Regions from separate parts of the Mus musculus genome. Here regions 1, 3 and 4 are each linked to region 2. A link is a contact called in public HiCAR-type and promoter capture Hi-C data. All regions are on one chromosome and are shown on one strand. The core of a region is the stretch at or near the end of the contact, and the rest is flanking DNA. Distances in the headings are between cores, read along the strand shown. Region 1 holds the start of Raf1 (v-raf-leukemia viral oncogene 1). Region 2 holds the start of Zfp239 (zinc finger protein 239). Region 3 holds the start of Mbd4 (methyl-CpG binding domain protein 4). Region 4 holds the start of Rpl32 (ribosomal protein L32).

Region 1 (2,700 bases), core at 79-2,578, 2.2 Mb before region 2:
CGACAATGTCCTCCCCTCTGCCTCACCTGGCGGAACAGTCCTTCAAACTCCGCGCAGAAGCAAGCAAGGAACCTCAGGGCTTCTCGACTCTGCACCTAACTGTTCTAAATCCCAAGAACACTTGGGAAAACAAGCCTTATCACCTCCGGTTGTTTTCACGCCCCAGGAGCTGAGTCTCCAACGACCCCACAGGACGCATTGCAGGCATTCAGACGTGCCCTGAATTCATTCCCCACTTCTATACACAGACCTGGCCCATTCCCCAGGACCCAGTTACGTCTCAACCGGGAAAGAAGAGATTCGACTGTCCCTCCTAACAAAGAATGAAAACCAGAGGCACACCCTGGGCCCTGGAGAGAGAACAATGAATGAACACGGTCACCTCGTTTGTGTCCCAACTCTGCATCCATGCACCGGCTCTGCAAAAGCCTGGGAGGTTGTCGCTTCACACAAAAGGCAGCCTGGCTCCCGATCGCGAGCATCCCGGGCCACCCATTTGGAAGCCCCAGGCGAGGTCGCAAGCCTTTGAGGCGGGACCCTGACCGGTTTCTCTCGCTGCCTTCCCCGATTCCTCTTGTCTTCCCTAAAAGGGTGTCACTTAAGCGAAGCAGCCCGAGAGGAGGTGCAAGGCCGGGCTCCCCCCACTTCTGCAGCCCGAGAGAAAAAAGAACGAGCCCATCCCAGTGACAACACAGTCACTGGGCAGCTCTGGGAGGATTTTTTTTCCCCCATTGCCAAAATATGAGGAATGCTCGCTGGGCACCGGAGTGGCGCTGGCACGTTTCCGAGAAACACTGGGAAATCTGAGCAGGGGTGTGGAAACTGGCTCGCCGGCCATGACACCCGGCCCGCGCCCGGCCCGCCACCAGGATGACAGCGGCCTGGCCGACCCTGCGCCCCACGGTCGCACCGTCAGCCCTGTGGCCTACCTGAGGGAGCCGGGCAGTGCCGGGTCCCGTCGTGCAGCGGCAGCGGTGGTTGAGAGAACGCGTTGGTTGCGGTCACATTCGGCGTGTCCCCAGCCCGGGGGACGGGGCCCCGGGGAGGCCCCGCATCGCTGCACTAGCGCCCCGCGCCTCAGGGCACGCGCCCCAAAGCTCGGCCAGCTGGCCCGTCCGAGGGCCTGCGGAGAACAACAGAGAAGCCTTCCCGCCTCAAGTCCGCTCGGCTCTAACTCCCGCCATCCAAGATGGCGGCACCAGCACCCGCGAAGAAGACGCTCTCAGGCTATCCCGGGCGAGCTAGCCCTGCGCTCGACACTCGTCTCCACGACCTGCGGCGCCGCCGGGCTCACTGCCTCTGCGCGAGCTCCTGGGCTCGGCAGTCCGCTTAAAACTCGGCTCGGGGATCTATCGCTCGAGCCTGGAATGTGGCCCCGCCTCCGGGGGCGTGGCCTCGCGGTCCTGCGGCCGCCATTTCGGGGTTGACTCCGTGGTAGCAGAGTGACTGTTTCTGGTTGGAGGCCAGTGGTATTGGGCTGCAGCCGCGGTCCGGCCACCCGCGAGGCCCTCAGCGGGCCAGACGCGCCTGGTGACACACGGCACAGGGCTCCAGCTCTGGTGCTTCCTCTCCGAAGTTGACATCCGTGGAGAATGGCGGCCTAGGGGTTTTGTGGGAAAGCCCTCATGCTATGTGAAACCTCAGGTTCCTCATTTGTAGATGGAGTGTTCGCTGTAGTACACCAAGTTGACCAAAAACTAAAAGTATGGTGTTGCACACCTGTAATGCCAGCGCTTGGAAAGTGAGGGCAAGAGGGTCGGGAGTTCACGGTCATATGAGCTGCATGAGACCCTGTCTCAAAAAAGAAAAAAAAATTAAAATTGATGCGACAATATGGCCCACCGTAAACTGAAGCCTGTTGTGCGTCTTCGTACAGCCCCCGTGGAATAGACACCTGGAGGGCAATGTGTATTGTCAATTGTGCTTTTTTTTTTTTTTCCCCTCTTTGAAATAGGTTCTCAATTTTATTTATTTATTGTGGTTTTTCGAGACAGGGTTTCTTTGTCTAACAGCCCTGTCTGTCCTGGAACTCACTTTGTAAACCAGGCTGGCCTCGAGCTCAAAGAGATCGCTCTGCCTCTGCCTCTTGAGTGCTGGGATTAAAAGCATGTGCCAGATTCCCTCTTAATTTGAGGCTGGCCTCAGACTCTGGTTCTCCTACCTCTGTGTAAGTATTTTCCAAGTAGCCATTTGGGGACCCGCAAGGTGACTCAGAGAGTAAAAAGTGTGCAGAGTAAAACCTGATGGAAGAGAGAACAGGCTCCTGAAAGTTATCCTCTGACCTCCATTCGAACCCGGTGCTACGTGCGCAACCTGCAACCGCATTTACAAATACACAGACAAGTTTTTTTTTGTTTTTTTTAAGTAACCATTTATAAGTAAACATCTTTTGGCATTTAGTGCGTTCACAGTATTGTGTAACCACAACTTTGGTTCCAAAACATTTCCATTACTCTGAAATAAAATTACCCACTAAGCAGTTTAGTTTCTCACTAGCTCCCACCCAGAGCAACCACCAATACTCATTTTGCTACTACAGACCTGACTTCTAGATTATCTTGTGTGCGTGGATACTTATAAAGTATGGGGCCCTTTATGATTTAAGTCTTTTCACTTAGCCTGTTTCCGAGTTCATCTGTAACACATGTGTGCTAATACTTCACTCCTCTTTAGAGCTAAACTATTTCATCAGAAGTTTAC
Region 2 (2,700 bases), core at 185-2,684:
AATTAATAAATAAATAATAGAAAACATGCACCTTGGATTCCTAGAAAGTGGAAAGTGATACCATACATATTGGGTTTAAATGTTATAATCTATTTTTATCTGAATGCACAACACCTAATTTAAGCATTCCAAATAGCCTTGACTTTAAAACGATCGGCCTTTCCTAGCCCCATTCTGTTACTAGTTTCTGCTATGAAATACCTAAGACCCTCTGGGCAGAACAAAGTTCAGTACTCTGGTAACTGTTAACAGTGTGTCCAGGGACCTGGAGAGATGGCTTAGTAGTTAAGAGCACTGACTGCTCTTCCAAAGGTTTAATTCCCAGCAACCACATGGTGACTCACAACCATCCATAATGAGATCTGAATCCCTCTTCTAGAGTGTCTGAAGATAGCTACAGTGTAATCCTATAATAAATAATTAAATCTTTATAAAACAAAACAAAACAGTGTGTCCAACCTTCTGTGACACACCACTGTCCTTTACAAAGGCCACATTCAGAAGAACAATCGGGCTGTTCTGGTTAGGGTGCCTGTCAGCCAATCCTGCCAGACTGCGATCAATCCCCAGGATCCACGGAGAAGAAGGAAGGAGGTGACTCCTGCAAGTTGTCCTCGGATGGCCACACCCACGGGGGAAGGGCTTACACACACAGAGGGAAATATATGAACAAAAGATATTTGTAAAAAGAAGTCTCAAGTCTGAGGTTTAAGAGTTTTGTGATGGGCTTTCACAACGTTCCTGGGGACCATGTGGGCTACAGATTGGATGTTAATGTCACAGGTTTACCTAGAGATCCTTTTGGGAGACGACTGCACACTCAGAAAACACTCTGAAATCCTGTTGGTAAGTGAAACTTAGCGACATTTAATACTATTGATTCCTTAGAATTTCGTTGACATTTTCTTTCAGATTTAATGGCATCAATTTCTGGAGGGGTGGCTATTTTATGATTAAAATTATTTTTTGGGTTTGGAAGTTCACTGATCTATTAAGTCAACCTTATGATCCAGTTTTTAGTTCTTTATATCCAAATACATTATTGTTGATTCTTAAAAATATTCTGTTTTTAAGTTTGTGTGTGTGTAGGTTTGTACACATGAACACATTGTACATGAACACAGGCGCCTGAGTCCAGAAGAGGGTGTAGGGATCACTGGAGTTAGAATTACAGGCGTTGGTGACCTGCGCAATAAATATCTGGAGACTGTACTCCAAAGATAAGAGCATGGAGTAACCAGTGATCGATTCTTTTCTTTCTTTTTTAAATTTCGACACGGGCTTCTCGAACTCACAAACCTCCTTCCTCGGCCCTAGTGATGAGATTACATGCTGTGAATACATATACCACACTATTCACTTAAAGTGGTTATTAACAGCTTCAGAATATTTTTAAGGCTGAAGACAATTTTATAATGATTTTTTACCCTCTAGCATCATCATAACAAGTAAAAGACACCTTGGGGGAGTATTTTAAAACTGTATGTGTCTGCAACGAAAAGAGTGCACAACAACTTGAACTATTCAGGGCCAACCACAACCTCAAACTGGGGGCTCACAAGAGTGAGCCCATCGTCGCCGGAAGTGAGCTCGGAAGTAGCGCTTTCCTGCCCGCAGCCTTCTGGGACTTGTAGTTCGAATCCTCGATGATGCTCGGGAGTCCTGCGTTACCAGGTGTGGGTTCTACCTACAAGAGGTGAGCAGAGCTGGGCTGCCCCAGGGGTGGGCAGCGGTGTCCTGGTCCAAACTAGGGGGCATTACCACTCGGAGCCAGGCTCCGAGGCTGGGAAGGCTCCTTGCGGCTGCGATCCCACGTGCTAGCAGCCACGGTAACCCCCAAACCCCCAGTAACACCCCGTGCACCAGGCCACCCTCACGGAGGGCCAGGCCCCTGCAGCAGAGCAAACCGCAGCTCCGTAGACACCCTCCTCTTGCTTGACCAAGTTCTGACCTGGGTGGGTCCAATGATGATGTTGCTGGACATCAGGAGACCATGAGAGAGGCTCCTAGAAGAGACCCCTAAGAGTACTAAGGTTTCCGCTGCACAGCCCTCCCCTCTGCGACCTAGAAACCAGTCAGATTTCTGAGAGGACGGTCTGGCAAGGGATACTGGGTAGCTGTAATGCACGCAGTGAGAAGATGCACAGAACCTGAGAACACCCACTCCAGAACTTCAGTATTGAAATAGGTTGGTCTGAGGAGATGGGCATGTCAGAACTACCCTAGGCAGAATCTGCCCCTCCCTGAAAATATGACCATGCTTCAGGTGACTTGCAGTTTCTTTCACCAAAAATGCCTCATCTCTGAGCTAGATACAGCTTTTCTTTCTTAGAACAAACTAGGAAATCAGCATTGAGTATTTGCCTAGAGTGAGGTCCTTGTGGTCTTTCTCTTTATTGCCAAGCTTCATTGTGAGATTGGTATTTTATACAAGGGAACGAGAGCATTTGGGACCTTACAATATGTATCTAGCAAACGGTATCAACTGGTTCAGCATTGGGTCTGCTGACCCGGAAGTTCTATGTTAATTCTCACTACACTGCCTTGCCACCTTGTGAAGTACTCAAAACATCCAACCAAGCTCTTCTGAAAGGCTCTATGGAGCATTTTCTCCCTGTAGTCTGGAAGTCGGCTCTCCTATCGTACATTTCACTCGGTGTATGTTCCACGAGTTACTCTTCGTTGTTAAGACCAAAATAT
Region 3 (2,700 bases), core at 82-2,581, 2.0 Mb before region 2:
GGAACCAAACCCAGGTCCTACAGAAGAGCAGTAAGTGCTTTAAACAATTGAACTATCTCTCCAGTGTTTAGTACAGTGTATTTTAATCACTAAACTATACATTTTAAAAGTGAGGGGTTGGAGAGATAGCTCAGTGGTTAAGAGCACATATTCCAGGAGACTCCGTACCCACATCAGGCAGCTTATAACACCCTGCCTGCAACTCCAGCGCCAGTGAACCTGACACCTCCTCTGGTCTCCACCAACACCTACGTATATAGACAAACACATAAAGAAAAAAAAGTGGGTCTCTAGAGAGACCTTCTAACCCAACCTACTTTCTACAAATAGGGAAATAGGGACACTAAGCAAGACCTAGAGACTAACCACAATTAGAACCATGGCATTCTTAGATGGAATTTGGCGTTAGGTATCAGCTAGAAGGATCTTATAGGGAGACAAGGTAACTGAAACCTGAGGGAATCCCTACAAAACTGTTAGGTTAACAAAATGGGTCAAAACCCCAGCTCGCTACTTATTATTAGCTGATCTTCCAAAGAGAAAGTCACTTTGAGCTCAAAATCTCCGTTCTCCATCTGTAAAAAGGAAGTAGCATTAAAAAAAAAAAAGTTTTGTTGTTTGCTTTTGAGCCGGGAATCTTATGTACCATAGGCTAGCTTTGAACCCACGACGTACCAGAGACTCATCTTCAACTTCTGATCCTCCTGCCTCCACAGGCAGACGCCGCCAAGCCCGGATATTCGGTGCTGTCGCTCGAACCCTCGGCTTTGTGTTTACTACGTAAACACTACCAACTTAGTTAAATGCCCAGCCCTTAAAAGTGTTTGAGCGCCCAAGTTTTGGGACATGCAAATACGTGCATCATTTTAGCCCGGACACAACAGTAGCTTCCTCTGTGACTTGTCATAGGGCTATTTCTGAGGGTCCCTTCCGGCCCAGGCTAACCTGCTTGCATCACAAAACCTCCCTTGTCCTCCAAGCTCCCCAGTCAGTTCGGCCAAGGAATCGGGTACACCCTAGTCTTGTTCCCACAGGGCGACAGCTCTAGGTGCCACCTTGTGTTAAAGGTTAGGAAGACCCACACAAGAGCGACTCCTCTGAGGCCCGAGAGAGGTTTAATAACTTGCCAGCGATCCCAAGGCGGGTCTGGAACTAGGCTCTCTCCACGGACTCTGTTGTCCCCAAGGTTTGGGCTCTCCATCCCTGCTGCTTTGGTCCACTGGGGCGCAGCTGCAGCTCCAGGCCGAGAGGTGGAGTAAAACACAACTCAAACCACTGAGCCGAATCCAAACACCGACGTGAAAGTCAATCAACCCACACAGCAGCCTTCCCGCCACCGCTTCAGCTACAGATGCCACAGCCAGGGTCCCGCCAATCAAACCCTCTGTCGTCAAGACTCCCCGCCCCACCCACCTTTCCGGACCAATCGCTCGTGTCATACTTACGCTTCCGCCTCCTGCGTCCCTACGCGCCCGGCGCTTCGGCGGAGGAGGTGGGCTCCCTTTTGTACATGCGCACTTGGAGCTTTGGGAAACTCATGCGCGGTTCATTGCGCATGTGCGTTGCTAAGGGTAGCGCAGGTAGCTGAAGTGGTTTGTGGAAAGAAGCCTGTTGCTGCCGAGGCTGGGAGGAGGGGCCCGAAGCGTGAGGGAAACGGCGATGAGGGCCGTGTTGACGTGGAGAGACAAAGCGGAGCAGTGGTGAGGAGCGGGAACTTCGGGGATGGCGGGGAGGCGGCAGGAACCGGCGCATTGCCATGGCAACGGGCCTGCGGCCTGGACCGAGGACTCTGATTCCGTGCCTTCAACTTCCCAATGGAAGAGAAGCTGAGATTCCTGGAGGGGCATAGGGATCATCTGAGGGAGGCTGGAGCAGTTTATACGTCATCATCATCCAATTTCACTTCTCTCTTCTCAAAATTCCTCACCCACCAGTGTTTTCTCAGCTTCCTAACCATCCTCAAAGTGCCCACACTTTTGTTTATCTGACATTCTTTAAATTTCTCCTGTTTTTGTTGGTTTGTTTTTGAGATAGAGCCTCACTTTAAAGCTCTGGTTGGTCTGGAATGCACTATGTTGACCAAGCTGGCGTTGAACTCACAAAGATACATATGCTTCTAGCTCCCCAGTGCCGGGATTAAAAATTTTCGAGCAGGAACAAACAAAACGGTGTGAGTAACTTGCATCTCGGTTCTGAGCATTTCCACCTGAGCTGAGATCTACTGTGTCTGAAACAGGACATTTCCATGTACGGTCAGAGAAACATGTAAGATGCGATCAAGTCAAGACATCTCTTGATTGGGAAGTTTGAGGAGTATTTTCAAAATTAGTACTTAAGAGTGAGCTTAATTTAAAGCTTAATTTTAAATACTGAGGATTAAGGCTTAGTATTTAAGAGCACTTTGGATAAGTTCCAGGACAGTCAAGTCTACACATAGAAACCCTGTCTTTAAAAACAAAAACAAACGAACAAAAAAGAAAAAGAAAAAAATATATAGTAAAAAAAAATATTGGGCTGGAGAGATGGCTCAGAGGTTGAGAGAACTGTCTGCTCTTCAAGCGGTTCTGAGTTCAAGTCTCAGCAACCACATGATGGCTCACAACCATCTATAATGACATCTGGTGCCCTCTTCTGGCCAGCAGGTGTATATGCAGGAAGAATGCTGTATACATGATAAATAAATCTTTAAAAAAAAATCAA
Region 4 (2,700 bases), core at 111-2,610, 2.1 Mb before region 2:
AGTAGGGAGGAGGGATCAGTTAACTGCTGAACTGCTGGGTGTGCATGCCCATCCAGCCAACAGGTGATCTGCAGGCCCAGAGAGAGGTCTTAGCAGTTGAGAGCACTGGCTGCTCTTCCAGAGGTTCAATTCCATGCATGCATGTGCCTGGTGTGCAGACAAAACCCCAAAGATCTTTAAAATACAGGGTCAGGGTGCAGAGATGACTTAAAAGTGCCTGCTGTCAGACAAACTAAATCTGACCTGGACCCACAAGACAGGAAGGAGAGAATCAACTCCTTAAAGTGATTCTCCCTGCCCTTCAAACGCATAAATATAAAACAAAGTGTCATCTTTAAAATGAACTTTTTAAAATGCAGAGACAAGCGATAACGAGAAATGTGTGCTCAGGTCTTAACCCCCACCCCAGAACCACATACCTTAATTTTCACATATCGGTCTGACTGGTGCCTGATGAACTTCTTGGTCCTCTTTTTGACGATCTTGGGCTTCACCAGAGGCCGGAGGGCAGCCATGATGCCTTTTGACAAAAGTCAGACCCAAGTTAGTAAAGAAACTGGGAGGTGGGGCTGCGTCTCAGGCCTTCAGTGAGTAATGTTGCAGAGTGTCTTCCAATCACCAGCTACCGAGCAAACTGGGAATGGAATGGGTACCTCTGCTAGGCTTGCTCTCCCTCTTGCTTCCGAAGCTGGAAGAATACTAGCTACTCTCCAGACGCGATCCCAAGAGGTCAGTGGTTCATCTCACCCACTCCGAACCTCAAAGAACCGCAACCGATCTTACAGAACCCCAGCCAGGTCTCTCTGGTGGCGAAGGAGCGGCAAATCCCGCTCCACTAAGCTTCGTTATGTTTGAAGTGTTGCGCCCTTAAATACGCAAAGCCACCATGCACTCCTAACACGCCACCAGTCCGTCTGTCCCTCCCGGTCGTCTCAGAGCACCAACCAAAGGGTGCCTTCTCTGCTCCCCGCGCAGACAACCTGCTCCGCCGGGCTTGCGCTTCAGAAAGCATTTCTGCTCACTGGCGAGCGGCGGCAGCTCCCTGACTTAAGATTTCGGATTCGCCGCAGAAAAAGGCTGCTAACAAGCTAAGCAGAAAGCGGCGGGTGCCGTCCGAAACTCTCGGGCCGCATGGCAGCAAGCCCGCCCTGGCCGATGCCGGCCCCCGGGCAGACTCCGGAGCAGCGCCAGTGGCCAGGCCCGCGCGCGCTCGCCACTACCACGCTGGTGCGGAGGCCGCCGCCGAGGCCTCCCCACCCGGAGACGGGGTCCCGTCGAAGCCGCGGGCGGCGGATGGCCGCCGATACAGACTCACCGTAAAACAGATGGCAGCCACCTCGTAGGCAGCGCCGAGGAAGAAGGAAGAGGCGGCGGCGGCGCGCAAGGTATGATGGGACGGAGTCTTAGGTCCTGGCAGAGAAAAGGGAAGCACTTCCGGCTCTGGGTCCTCTAAAGAAAACTAAGATGTGCCTGAGAAATGATACTGAAAAAAACCCTAGTGGACTAGTGTTCTGTAGTAGACATTAACATCTTAGAGTGAACTAAAATTTATTTTTCTCTTGGGACTACTTAAGAAATTTGGGTTTTTTGTTTTTTTTTGAGCTAAGACCTGCTAGGTGGGCATTTATTTCCGCCCTAAGTGGAAGCCCAATAGCTTTTTAAATTGTTGGTTCCCGAGGGTGCCTCCTTGAGGCTGGGAGGTAGCAAAACAGAGACTCTTCGAAGATCCTTAGGCGGTTGGTTGAGCAAATGTCCTAAAACTTCCTAATATACAGATGTGCAAACCCCTGCTTATGAAGTGCTACTGAGCCTCCTCGCGACTTCTGTATGTTTAAATCTTCTCTACTTATGGTATGTACCTAATGTATTAATAAGTGATGGGTTAGCCGGGCGGTGGTGGCTCATGCCTTTAATCCCCGCACTTGGGAGGCAGAGGCAGGCGGGTTTCTGAGTTCGAGGCCAGCCTGAGCTACAGAGAGGGTTCCAGGACAGCCAGAGCTACACAGAGAAACCCTGTTTCGGAAAAAAAAAAGTGATAGGTTGATAATATTGCTAAGAAAATAGTCTATTGGCTGGGTGTGGTGGTGCACATTTTTTAATAACAGCACTTGGGAAGCAGAGGTAGGTCGAGTTTAGTCTATTTTGCTTATCTTTTGTTTTACAGATCATTGTGAAAACTCTATAATCTTAGGAGGAAATAAAACCAAACCTGAGCTGGGGAGGTGGCTTGGTGGAGCACTGTTGCTCTTTCAGAGGACTGGCATTTAGTTCCCAGGAACCAAGCGTTGCTTCACAACCTTGTTAACACCAGCCCTAGGGGATCAGATGCCCTTTTCTGTAGGCGCTACATGCATGTGGTACATACTCATACATGCAGGCAAAACACTCAATCACATAGAATAAATCTCATTTTTTAAAGATTTATGTATATGAGCACACTGTAGCTGTCTTCAGACACACCAGAAGAGGGCATCAGATCCCATTACAGATGGTTGTGAGTCACCATGTGGTTAGGAATTGAACCCAGGACCTCTGGAAGAGCAATCAGTGTTCTTAACTGCTGAGCCATCTCTCCAGGCCCCACCCCAGTCCCACCCTTTGTTTTGTTTTGTTTTGTTTTAAGACAGGGTTTCTCTGTGTAAGCCTGACTGTGGTCGAATTCACTCTGTAGACCAGGCTGGCTGGAGATCTTCCTGTCTC

Evidence for each region. Promoter capture Hi-C pulls out the DNA fragments that hold promoters and counts their contacts. HiCAR-type assays count read pairs that join an accessible place to other places.
Region 1: a contact with region 2 is called in a promoter capture Hi-C map of pre-B cells, with 6 times the contacts expected there. The contact joins the promoter of Raf1 here to the promoter of Zfp239 in region 2. A contact is called at or near these places in 4 of 39 promoter capture datasets (the C10 cell line, embryonic stem cells, hippocampal neurons and 1 more) and 1 of 115 datasets of contacts at active chromatin or transcription factors (large pre-B cells).
Region 3: a contact with region 2 is called in a promoter capture Hi-C map of pre-B cells. The contact joins the promoter of Mbd4 here to the promoter of Zfp239 in region 2. A contact is called at or near these places in 6 of 39 promoter capture datasets (the 3T3-L1 cell line, the C10 cell line, cranial neural crest and 3 more), 4 of 115 datasets of contacts at active chromatin or transcription factors (astrocytes, embryonic stem cells, extraembryonic endoderm stem cells and 1 more) and 1 of 9 other capture datasets (adipose tissue).
Region 4: a HiCAR-type map of astrocytes shows a contact between it and region 2, with 2.7 times the contacts expected there. The contact joins the promoter of Rpl32 here to the promoter of Zfp239 in region 2. A contact is called at or near these places in 5 of 39 promoter capture datasets (the C10 cell line, embryonic stem cells, hippocampal neurons and 2 more) and 1 of 115 datasets of contacts at active chromatin or transcription factors (astrocytes).

What each region holds. Positions count from the first base shown.
Region 1 is chr6:115,675,307-115,678,006 of GRCm38.p6, forward strand. It overlaps Raf1 (v-raf-leukemia viral oncogene 1), which reads right to left and starts at 1,329. Exons shown (of 17, transcript NM_029780.4): 1 at 930-1,329. It overlaps D830050J10Rik (RIKEN cDNA D830050J10 gene), which reads left to right and starts at 662. Exons shown (of 1, transcript NR_152134.1): 1 at 662-2,700.
Region 2 is chr6:117,861,447-117,864,146 of GRCm38.p6, forward strand. It overlaps Zfp239 (zinc finger protein 239), which reads left to right and starts at 1,435. Exons shown (of 4, transcript NM_001001792.2): 1 at 1,435-1,696.
Region 3 is chr6:115,852,010-115,854,709 of GRCm38.p6, forward strand. Mbd4 (methyl-CpG binding domain protein 4) reads right to left here and starts at 1,332. Exons shown (of 8, transcript NM_010774.2): 1 at 1,128-1,332. The coding sequence starts at 1,201. It overlaps Ift122 (intraflagellar transport 122), which reads left to right and starts at 1,519. Exons shown (of 29, transcript NM_001167763.1): 1 at 1,519-1,700. The coding sequence starts at 1,660.
Region 4 is chr6:115,807,383-115,810,082 of GRCm38.p6, forward strand. Rpl32 (ribosomal protein L32) reads right to left here and starts at 1,361. Exons shown (of 4, transcript NM_172086.2): 1 at 1,316-1,361; 2 at 420-520. The coding sequence starts at 515. It overlaps Snora7a (small nucleolar RNA, H/ACA box 7A), which reads right to left and starts at 721; the gene lies at 593-721.